Linked DNA regions of Mus musculus: regions 2 and 3 are each linked to region 1. The links are chromatin contacts, called in public HiChIP or PLAC-seq maps. All regions are on one chromosome and are shown on one strand. The core of a region is the stretch at or near the end of the contact, and the rest is flanking DNA. Distances in the headings are between cores, read along the strand shown.

Region 1 (3,557 bases), core at 470-2,969:
TTTACAGCTTGAACTAATTTTATTTGCAAAAATGAACAAGTGGATAAAAGTCTTCATTTGCCCTATTGCTATAAAGTTTCACTAAAACACAGTTATACTCATTGATTTGCAAAAGGCTTTTGTACAAAGGCAGAGTACAATACCTAGGGCACAGAACATATGACCACAGCTAAAGTATATACCTACTCTCTGCCTCTGAGGATAAACTTTGCCAGCACTTGGTTTAAGATGCACATTGATTTATACATACATATGTTTGTACATACATACTTACATACATACACACAAATGCACACATATATTTGCATATATACATATAAGCATATGTATATGTATACAACTCAATAGAAAATGGACTCATGCACCTTCCTCCATGGATCTCCAAGGTGACAAAGCATCAATTGCATGATCACTTGAAGGAAGGTGACCCATATGCTACACACTTGCAACAGCGGGGAATCCAGCTAAGTTCTTCTCACCCTCCTTTTTAACTGGTGATTGTTGGCAAGTTTCACAAAACCAGAACATGGTTATCAAGTGGCAAGAATTGGGAAATTTAATTGGTTTCCCAATGATTAATAGTTGTTAGATGGTTAACCCTGTGGAACCGAAATGACTCACCAGCATCCTTGACTTACTGCTCTTGGTTTCATTAGCCTCGTTCCCCCCTTGCTGTGGTCCCCCTAGGAGGCCTTTGCTGAGCTCCTAGTATGTGTCTGGGGAAGCCACCAACTCCTGATGGCCCTAAAGGCCTCTTTCCTTTTTCTCATTTCTTTTTCTGTGGTGTCAGAGATAGAACACGGGGCCTCTCAAATGCTAGGCACACACTCTACTCTGAGCTCAGTCTTTGAGTTCTCTTTAGACAGGAGGTTACTATGTAGCCCAGATAAGCATAAAAGTTGTAGACCAAGCTAGACTTGGGCTTGAAATATCCTAATTGCCATGTAAGTGATACTGGGGTGCTTCTCTCTGTCTCTGTCTGTCTCTTTCTGTGTGTCTCTATCTCTCTGTCTTTCTGTCTCTCTGTCTGTTTGTGAATGAGTGTGTGTGTTTGTGTGTGTCTCAGCAGCTGAATAAAACACTCCTAGTTCCTGCTATGCTTCACACTCCGGGGTTCAACATTGAAGCTACTGATTGTGGTGATAACAGCAAGGAGGTACTAAAAGGACTGCCTCAGAACAATGCTCTTCATTCAGCTGGGTGGTTCACAGTCTGAATGTGAAGAAACTGGGCTCTCTGCATATTTCAAGAAGAAAGGACCTTAATACAGGAAACTAAAAGCACAACTGTTGTATAGGCTCATAATGACAAGGGACTCTGAAATGGCAGGAACTCAGGAAGCAGTGTGGACACAGATAAACCTCAACATGGGCAAAAAGAAGCAAATGGCAACATCCCATACCTCCTGCATGTGCTCCACTACAGCTACTAAGAATAGAGGCCATTGTTTCTTCACGACTTTCTAGTGAAAGTTGAGGAAATCTGGCCCAGAGGCAGAGTTCTCACATACAGGCAAGAACATAGGCAGAAGGAAGGAAGGGGTGTTGTTGGTTGGTACTCCAACATACTGAGAAATCTGAGAAGACTTCCCAAAGAATGTGGTGCAGAAGGCACAGTTTTGAAAACTTGAGGTCAGCCAAGCCTTGACTTGGTCAGTGATTCATCAGAGGAGTTTCCCTTTCTAGACTGCAGGATCCCAAAGTACGGAAGTGCACCCTTCCCGAGAAGAACTGCTCTTATGCAACTAAATGAAGAGGGAGCCATAAATAGCTTGGTTTGTTTCCTTCCTGGGGAAAGAGATGTAGAAGTTAGTTATTAAAGGAAAAATCAATAACCATCGTCATTGAAACTGTAAGTATAGAAGGGGCTTCTCTCCCAATATACTGTACAGGTAGTTGGGAATTGTGTTAAGAAAAGATTGTTCAAGGTAGGAAAGCCTGTTAATTACAATGACAGCAGAGCACTGAATAGAGATGAGATCCCTAGGTCCTCTCTGGATATAAGCACCACCTCCCTTTTCGGTCCCAGTTTCTTTCTTTCCAGAAATACATCAGGAACAAACTCTCCAGAGAACCATTCCATTGACAGCTTACCTAGCACACAGGCCTCCGAGTTTAGATAGATTTAGCTCATTGTTCTTTGAAAACAAGGACCTAGCAGTGACAAGTACCTCCCACATCTCTTGCTAAGAGCTCTGGACAGCCCTGCCTTTGAATTCTGCAAGAGTCTTTGAGCTAAGTCTTTTACCCACATCTTCCTCATGAGGAAGCATGAACTAGGAAGGGTAGACTCGAACATCTGCTGCTGCATACCAAAGCTCAAGCCCAGAGGTGAGGAATAATTGAAGAAAGGAAAGTCCCTTATTGTATCTCTATTATAAGGTAACTGAATTCTAGTGGGTGTTTCTCAGTCACCTTACAGAATCATGAGGAACATTGAGTTGCTCTGTGGCTGTTTTTCCTACCTTTTATACCATGACCAAATAGGCAATAGTGGTGGCTCACCTTTCCCAAGAAGAGTAGACATCTTTGAGATTCCACAGTTACCTCCCAAACTCCATCTGCATTATTGTCTCAGAAGTATAGATTTAAACATTTAGTTGGTTCTTATAGACTAAAATTCACATGGCTTTCAAAGTTTTTGTTGTTGTTGTTGTTGTTGTTGTTGTTGTTGTTGTTGTTGTTGTTGTTGTTGTTGTTGCTGTTGCTGCTGCTGCTGCTGCTGTTACTGCTGCTGCTGCTGGGGGGGGGGCTGTTGTTGTTGATAATGATGATGTTGTTGTTTTTATTTTTCAGATATAACTTACCTTCCAGGGCTTTCTTCCTTGTTAGTTTTTATATTCTTCAACTTTCATTATGTATTAGAAAAATGCTCATCTTAGTGAACAGAACCTAGAGATACACCTCAAAAATAAAGCTACGAACACATTACAAAGACATGACCCTTGCTTCTTCCATTGGACAATGAGTTTATCACATTCTTTTTCCCTATCATGCCCCGTCTTACCTTGCATTTGTTACTAGTTCTGTGACGTTCCAGATCATTTTCACATTAAGATTTGAAACATTATAAACACTGTTTTCTCCATGACGTTGGAGATTTAATTCCGTTCTCTAATTGAAACAGTGACTTTAAGATTGTGTTCCTCCTCAGTGCTTAGTGTAACTTTTTACTGGCCCCTCTCATTTGGACTATTCTTATGTCTACTCTTTGGACAGCATAGATAAGTGTTTTTGGAGGCTAGTTTATAAATATATGTGTTGTCTCTTTTGCTAACCCATTCTGTATATATGGATACTAACTAGAATAAAAATAGACTATTCGTCAAACAGTATTATGTGTTTTCTGTCATTCAGTATGCCAGGAAGAACAAGACCCCGGTTAGGTTAATGTTTGTCATCATAGTAGGATATATGCCTGGGTGTTGATACAATTTTGTTTTTAATCTCTGTAGGCTGAAGTTTGTACCATGCCACACAGATGTAAGATTGATTCTTGAGGTTAACTAAATTGCAGTCAAGTCTCTGTCCTCCATAAGTATCCTGCCCTCTAACTCA
Region 2 (3,557 bases), core at 452-2,951, 310 kb after region 1:
CTCACCACACACGGATTGTTTGTTTGTTTGTTTGTTTGTTTGGAGACAGGGTTTCTCTGTGTAGCCCTGGCTGTCCTGGAACTCACTCTGTAGATCAGGCTGGCCTCGAACTCAGAGATCTGCCTGCCTCTGCCTCCCAAGTGCTGGGATTAAAGGCGTGAGCCAACACTGCCTTGCCACACACGAATTCATACGTGCACACATAAATAAAATAAACATAATAGGATATATTTTTATAGTGTCACTAAAAATGAATCCCGAGGTAGAAAAAAGGAAAGGATCAAAAAGGTAGGTCCAGATCACAGAGGCAACTGTTGTACATCAGTTTGTGAAAAACTACTCACATGGCCATCCTTTTTGAAAGGCCCCAATGCTGGATGATGTCCTTAGAAAATGAATCATTCCTGGACACAAGAGAGTTCTGAAAGCTTCTATCAAAACCAGAAATCTGGTGGCATAGCCTATAACTGCACTAGGAAGACAGGGAAGGGGGGATCAGAAGGTTGGGAACAACCTTGTTCTACAGCAACACTCTATTAGAAATTTCCCCATCACCATCTGCCTTTATGCTACTATTCAAAATGCCCGCCTTCGAAGCGTGTCCATACCCAAAGCTCTTTCCAGCTCACTCATCACCTTCCATAGAAGGTAACAATGGCCTCCTAATCATCTCTCTAGTCATGAGGTTCCTGGTGAATTCAAAGGATGACTGTTTTCCATCTTGCCCTACAGATCTTTGAGGTCTAGCCCATCTGGCCCCAGTGGATAAGTGGTGGCTGAACACTGGACCACTTCCACAAGTGGCTCACATCAGCACTAACACATGGGTCATCAGCCTTACCTAGGAAGCCATAAAACAGACTCCTTCCCAAAGGATGGGTTAGGCTTTAGAACTAGCACTAGCCGGCAGAGGTGACTCCACCAAAGCCACATGAGCAGAGGAAAAGTTCTAGAGCCCAAACCCTTGCAGTATGTCCTGTGCTAGCACAACTATGCAACCAACCATCTTTCCACTCAGGGTCAGCTAGGGCTCTATCTCCAGTGCTACCGGACAGATACAGTATATACAGAGTCCTCCCTGCCAAGCTCCTAGCTGTTCCCTGCCCCCAACAGTTGAAAGCCCTCCTCTATCAGAGGCCAGATCGGGCCTCAGCATTCAGTCTCACCCCATAGAGAGCCTAGGCCTTCTAAAGACATTTTTATTTGTCTAAAGACATTTTACCTTGGGAGTTGGCTTCCTGCACTACAGGACAGCTGCCTTAAGAGGAAGACTCGAGGCAACCAGATTGGGTGGGGGTTTGGGGGAGGGGTGCTAAACTGAGTCAGGCAGGTCTGAGCATCAAATTCTAGATACTCTGATATTCTGACTTATGCTTCTCACTCTGCCTCTGAACTGGTATCATCTACTAGACCCCATTCCTTCAAACACCAAATGGGTATAAGGACAGTGAGATTTAATACACAAGAATTCTTCCACTTGTTCACTAAAAAAAAAAAAAAAAAAAAAAAAAAAAAAAAAAAAAAGATTGAATTCTCAAGGTAGCTTCAGGATGCTCCCAAAACACGCACGATACAAGAAAGTTGGCTGATCTTCCTGAGACGCACCTAGGGCCCAGGAATCTGCCCTACTTCACTCTTGCCCCAGCTTGCTTAATCACCGCCCTGGCTCCCTGCCTGTCAGCCAGCTGCTGACTTGAATTGAACTTTTGGATTCTGAATCCTAGCTGGCAGCCCGAGGTGTGTATCACTCCCTAGCCTACACACATAGGCCTAGAAAGGAATCAGGGTAAAAGAGTCCTTGAGGAGGACAGAGAGGGTCAAATGCCAGTGTGAACTGCCTTTAAATGCCCCAAGAGTCAGGACAGCCCATCTGGGTCCCACACAAGGGCTCACTGTTGAGTACACAGCTGTACCACTTGTGACTCAGAGAATGACTCAGCAGTCCACTAGAAGAGCATGCAGAAAAGCTTTTGAGTCACTTCTAGAAGGGGGGGGGGGGGGTGTGCCAAGCTACCAGCACAGCTCAGTCCAGAGGAATGCCCTCCCCTGCCAGCCTTGCCCACTGCCTGAGATTCATACACTCGGTATCCCAGCAGGGGCACGTGATGGGCCTGACACTGGGCCAGGCCAAATAGGCAGGGGCAACAAAAGTCCCATTTCCCGGCTGGGATGAGATCATTGTGAAGCGGGGGAGAAAGGAAGCAGGATCCAGGACCCAAGAAGGGGTGGGGATGGCCAGGAAGTCAGCAAGCATCCCTGCTAGGATAGAACAGGGAACAAAGGGGCAAAATAGAGCCTGGGCCCAAGGGCACAATGGGACCCCCAGTGTAAATTACTCTGAATGGCACACAGACTCAGAGAGTATCTTGTACCACCCCCATCCCCAACCTCCCACATTTCCCTCCTTCTTCATTCATCTTTATTTATTAGAACTCAACTTTGGTTACTCAGCCCAGCAAATACACCCCTACAGAAAGCTTCTGTCACAACCAGCTTGAGTCAAGATATACTGTGGAGACCTCTACATCAGCATGCCCCTCCCCTCCCGCAGAGTCCCTCTATTCTATTCCTTCTTTATGGGACCTGTGCAGCTCCTGCTGCAGCTCTTCCATACAGACTTCCAGGAGAAGTGAGAAACTTGCTTTCTTTCTCAGCAACCTCTAGGTTGGCAAAGTCACAAGAGCATTGCCCTACAAGCTGAAGAGCATGCTCTATATTAGAGCAAAGGCGGGCCAAGCCCCTGGAGGGATCACTATCAAAGAGCATCCAGGTCATTCACTTAAGGCTGGGCATGGTGGCCACATACCCTTGGCCCCAGTGTTTGAGAGGCAGAGGCAGGACAATCTTTGAGTTAGAGACTAGCCTGGCCTTCATAGCAAGCTCAAGGACAGCCAGGACTACTTAGAGACCCTGTCTCAAAAATAGAGAGAAAGAGAGAAAGAGAGAGAGAAAGAAAGGAAGGAAGGAAGGAAGGAAGGAAGGAAGGAAGGAAGGAAGGAAGGAAGGAAGGAAGGAAGAAAAAAGAGGGAGAGAGGGAGGGAGGGAGGGAGGGAGGGAGGGAGGGAGGGAGGGAGGGAGGGAGGGAGGGAGGAAGGGACCAGAAGTTGAGAAAGGTAGGTAGTCACCTATGTCTTCCTGATAATAAGGAATGGCCAATGGCCTCAGCTCATTTTACTCAGCCTTGTTTTGGTTCTCTGGCTTTACCTCCTCGTCTTGCTGAGATGCTGCAAAGTATACCATTCAATTGTTTTATATATATATATATATATATATATATATATATATATATATATATATTTTTTTTTTTTGTTTTGTTTTTTTTTGTTTTTGTTTTTGTTTTCCGAGACAGGGTTTCTCTGTATAGCCCTGGCTGTCCTGGGACTCACTTTGTAGACCAGGCTATATTAATAAACTCAAGGAAAAATCTCAATCCTATGAGACAGACGTCACTGTGGCTTGCTATTTTATAGAGGGATTGAACAGAGACCCAGAACAGTTAATTACATTCACAGTGACATTCGAACCTAAGTGACTCACATCCGAGTACCAAGCTCTAC
Region 3 (3,557 bases), core at 303-2,802, 270 kb after region 1:
CCCCTTCAGATGTCTGGTCTCTGTCTGTGTCACCCTTAAGAGGAATCACAAAGGCACCCCTAAAGCCCCTCTTCAGCTTCCTTCCTTCCTTCCTTCCTTCCTTCCTCCCTCCCTCCCTCCCTCCCTCCCTCCCTCCCTCCCTCCCTCCCTCCCTCCCTCCCTTCCTTCCTTCCTTCCTTCCTTCCTTCCTTCCTATTGTTTTTTTCCCCCTAAGCCTAGATGTCAATTTATCCAAGCTGGCCTTGAATTTCCTATGGAGCACGAGTTAGATCGATCTTCAATCTCAAAGGCAGATTATAAACATGTCTTCCATGCTCAGAACTACAGTGAAAGGTCCCATCCTGTGTGCATCTACTGAGTGCTTCAGTGATCAGCTGTCCCTCACCCCACAGAGATCCCTGCACATATTGAACTTGTTTGTGCCTGCATCTCCTCCATGGTCCTTGAACCAATCTCCTAAATTAGCTTGGAGAATAAAGAATCTAGACTCCTATGCTACCAGAGCACAAGCTACAAATGGCCAGGTTAGGTTCACTCTGCCTTCATCCCATGCCCCACACCCACACATCTCTGCAAATACCTTCATAACTACATGGCTGCTTTTTCATTGAATTTGAGGAGCAGGAGGTAGGACTTTTGGGAATGATCCTATGAATACAGGGGCAGCAGCCACTTATTCCCTCAGTGGTACTCTGGATCAGAAACAGCCGCAGAGAGGAAGAAGAAAAGGAAGAGATGGCCTGTGTAGTCTAGTACACACTCATATACACTTAAAAGTGTCAAACAGGGCTCTGGAGAGTTCTTTGGCAAACATGAACTCACCCCAGATAAATGGCTCTGAATAGGCAGTGGATCCAAAGCTACCACTTCTCCCCGGAAATGTTCAGTCTCATGGGAGAGACAGGACACCTCAAAGAAAAGGACACAGTGGCCGTGAGCTGAGAGGCAGAGCAGCTGAGTCTGTCAAGGAAGCCAGAAGGGGATTTACAGACACTGTGGCAGGTGTGAAACCAAGATCAGGTGGAGACGGGGATCAGCTGGAAGAGTCAGGAAACTAGCCGAACAGTCTGCTGGATGGCAGCTTTGGTGATGAGGCTGGTGTACCTCTGAGACAGCGTTCCTTACTTCTTCACTGGGACACTGACGGTGGTGGCCTCTTCTACTACACCTCAAGGAGTCTTTCCAAGAGTTGTAACACACTGCAGCCCTCCAAAATAGAGTGTCCCATCGGAAGTCCCATGAAGGGTTAAGAAATGGATGTGGGAAGATGGAGAAGGCAATTGCATCCATGCCCCTAACAGACCAGCCTCCGAAAAACATGAAGCCCTAGATGCCAGAGAATGACTGTGCCCTGTAGATTTGTACTAAGCTTTCACCTCGATATATCACCCAAAGAAAGAAAACTGGGAGGGGGGTGCGAATTCCAAAAAGATGACGCAGCCCTAAAAATCAAGATAGAGAATGCCCCGAGCAACTCATAGCACGGAATAACTGAAATGGAATTTCCTCCCCGTCAGTGGAAGGCACAGGTTCTCAACTCCAGCGAGGGGGGCCCCGGAGCCAGCCATGTGAATCAGCTCCTTGTTTGCAGTTCCAGGGAACCAGAGTCAGGAAGGGGCTGGGTGTGGAATGTGTACTTTCTTCAGCTATCACTCTCCCCCCACACACACACACCCCTCCCCTTCTGTTTACACCCTCAGTAAGACTGCGGCTTGGGCTACCCCACATGTAGAATCGCTGAGGTGATCATTCAAAAGAAGTCCTTCTGGGCTGGGAAGTAACTCAGTACAAAATCCAGAAGAACTGGATTCGATGCATAGCACCTAATAAAACCAGACTATGTGGTGCAAACTTGTGATCACAGCAACCAGGAGATAGAGGCTGAAGCTTAGAGTCATTCTCTGCTGTCCATTAAGTTTGAGGCTAGCCTGTGGTACCTGAGACCCTGTCTCAAGTGGGATGGGTTGGTGGGGGGGGGGGGGGACTAGACAGGGTGCTGATTTAAACTGGTGAGGATTTAGTAGGAAAATGCCAGAACTTTCTGGCTTCCTCTCCTCAATCTGATCATTGGAGGCGCCATGTAATCAGCTAGGAATCCAGGAAAAACGGTCTGAACTAGAGAGCAAGGAGCAAGCTTCCTCTTCCACCAGCCCTGCCTGTCACACCTGCATTCACTGTCCCCTAGCAGACAAAAAGGCACAGCCTCCAGTCATCCTCCTGAGCACTGGCTGGCTTAGGTTTATGACTTCCAGAGACTGCGGGAGAGCAGTGACTATAAACAGAAAAGGCCCTGTCACTTCCACAGGCTTCAGGTATCCAGCCTCTTGCTGGTAGTCAGAGTGTCTTCTGAGGGCCCTTGATGTCTGAATCTGCAGGAAGCAGCAACCTGCCACCTACGGACTAAACGTGGACACTTGTTGGGTAGCAAGCAGATGATGGAGAAAGGTGTGTCCAGAAGCCCCAGGGAAGGGATCCCATCTTAGAGTGCGTGCTAGCTGGGGACTGGACCCCTCCCATCTTCCATTTCAACACTTGCAGGATGACGATTATACAGCTTTTTCACCTTTGGAACTGCTAGGAAAATTAAATCGAACACTGGCACATTGGGAATGTCCAATAAAGTAGAACATGTAAAATCCTGGACGTTGGTGTCCACCCAGACACCATGCCATTTGATATATATGTGAGAACCGGGTTCACATCAGCCCACAGAAGCATCAGGAAGGCATTGGCTTCATCAGACAACAAAACTAAGCCACTTTCCTCAGTCTTACATGGGAAGCAGAGGGCATCAGATATGTCAGTTAAGCCGTTTATCGCTGGTTCATCACACCACGGAGGGGGGCCAATCTGATCAGCCCCACCTGAATTCCCCCAGTTTTCTCTTTCCCCCTCCCCGTTGTTTGTCGTTATCTAAACATTTATCATCCCCAGGAAGATGCAAATGCTATGTGAATTCACAATGCACTGTCAGCCGAAACCCTCCCAGCCATTTGGAGGATTTATCTTCGTGCTAACCAGGAGAACAAATGAAACCCAGGAAAATCTTAATTAACTCCATAAGCATCAGCCGGGTATTTCTTCCCCCCAGCTCACCCCCATCTTGTGGTTAATCAAGGAAGACTGGGAAGCTACAAAAACAACCTACATAGTTATGACTAGGTACGTAGGACAGGGCAAGGAAGGAGCTCCCATTGGAAAAAGGACTAACCCATCTCATGTGCAAGCTCCTGACCCTCTCTCTGTGAGGTCACTTGTAAATTGGTAACCTGATGATAATGAGACTCTGTCCAAGTCCCTTGGTTTGTGTTAGGCCTGTCCTAATTGTATCTGGTTTAACCCCCAAACTCTTCCCTGAGAGAGACCCTGTTACCACCCATTTTATACGTGGAGAAACAGAAGCCATGATGAGTGACTTGCCTGAGATCGTGACTACATACATAACTCAACCAAGGCCACCCAGGTGACACCTCTTTGTGTCACTGCTCTAGGTGAATGGATATTCAAGATAAGAAGATATGCAGGACTGTGATGCTGGGGAAGGCCAGAGTGGGAGA

The links. HiChIP or PLAC-seq counts read pairs in DNA pulled down with a chosen protein or histone mark.
Region 2: a contact with region 1 is called in a FOXA1 HiChIP or PLAC-seq map of pancreatic cancer cells. The contact joins two enhancer-like sites. A contact is called at or near these places in 1 of 484 Hi-C or Micro-C datasets (the N1E-115 cell line) and 1 of 115 datasets of contacts at active chromatin or transcription factors (pancreatic cancer cells).
Region 3: a contact with region 1 is called in an HNF4G HiChIP or PLAC-seq map of pancreatic cancer cells. The contact joins two enhancer-like sites. A contact is called at or near these places in 1 of 484 Hi-C or Micro-C datasets (nephron progenitors) and 2 of 115 datasets of contacts at active chromatin or transcription factors (microglia and pancreatic cancer cells).

Annotation. Positions count from the first base shown.
Region 1 is chr15:62,390,658-62,394,214 of GRCm38.p6, reverse strand. No RefSeq gene overlaps it. Among named protein-coding and RNA genes, the nearest start is that of Gm41333, 280 kb to the left of the region's middle. Within about 2 kb of position 1,719, at least 86 of the 459 cell types and tissues checked have an H3K27ac peak or open chromatin away from gene starts, as enhancers often do. A contact at or near this core is called in pancreatic cancer cells, where this site is marked.
Region 2 is chr15:62,077,950-62,081,506 of GRCm38.p6, reverse strand. The region is part of intron 1 of Pvt1 (Pvt1 oncogene); the gene reads right to left. Among named protein-coding and RNA genes, the nearest start is that of Pvt1, 42 kb to the right of the region's middle. Within about 2 kb of position 1,701, at least 192 of the 459 cell types and tissues checked have an H3K27ac peak or open chromatin away from gene starts, as enhancers often do. A contact at or near this core is called in pancreatic cancer cells, where this site is marked.
Region 3 is chr15:62,117,181-62,120,737 of GRCm38.p6, reverse strand. The region is part of intron 1 of Pvt1 (Pvt1 oncogene); the gene reads right to left. Among named protein-coding and RNA genes, the nearest start is that of Pvt1, 81 kb to the right of the region's middle. Within about 2 kb of position 1,552, at least 64 of the 459 cell types and tissues checked have an H3K27ac peak or open chromatin away from gene starts, as enhancers often do. A contact at or near this core is called in pancreatic cancer cells, where this site is marked.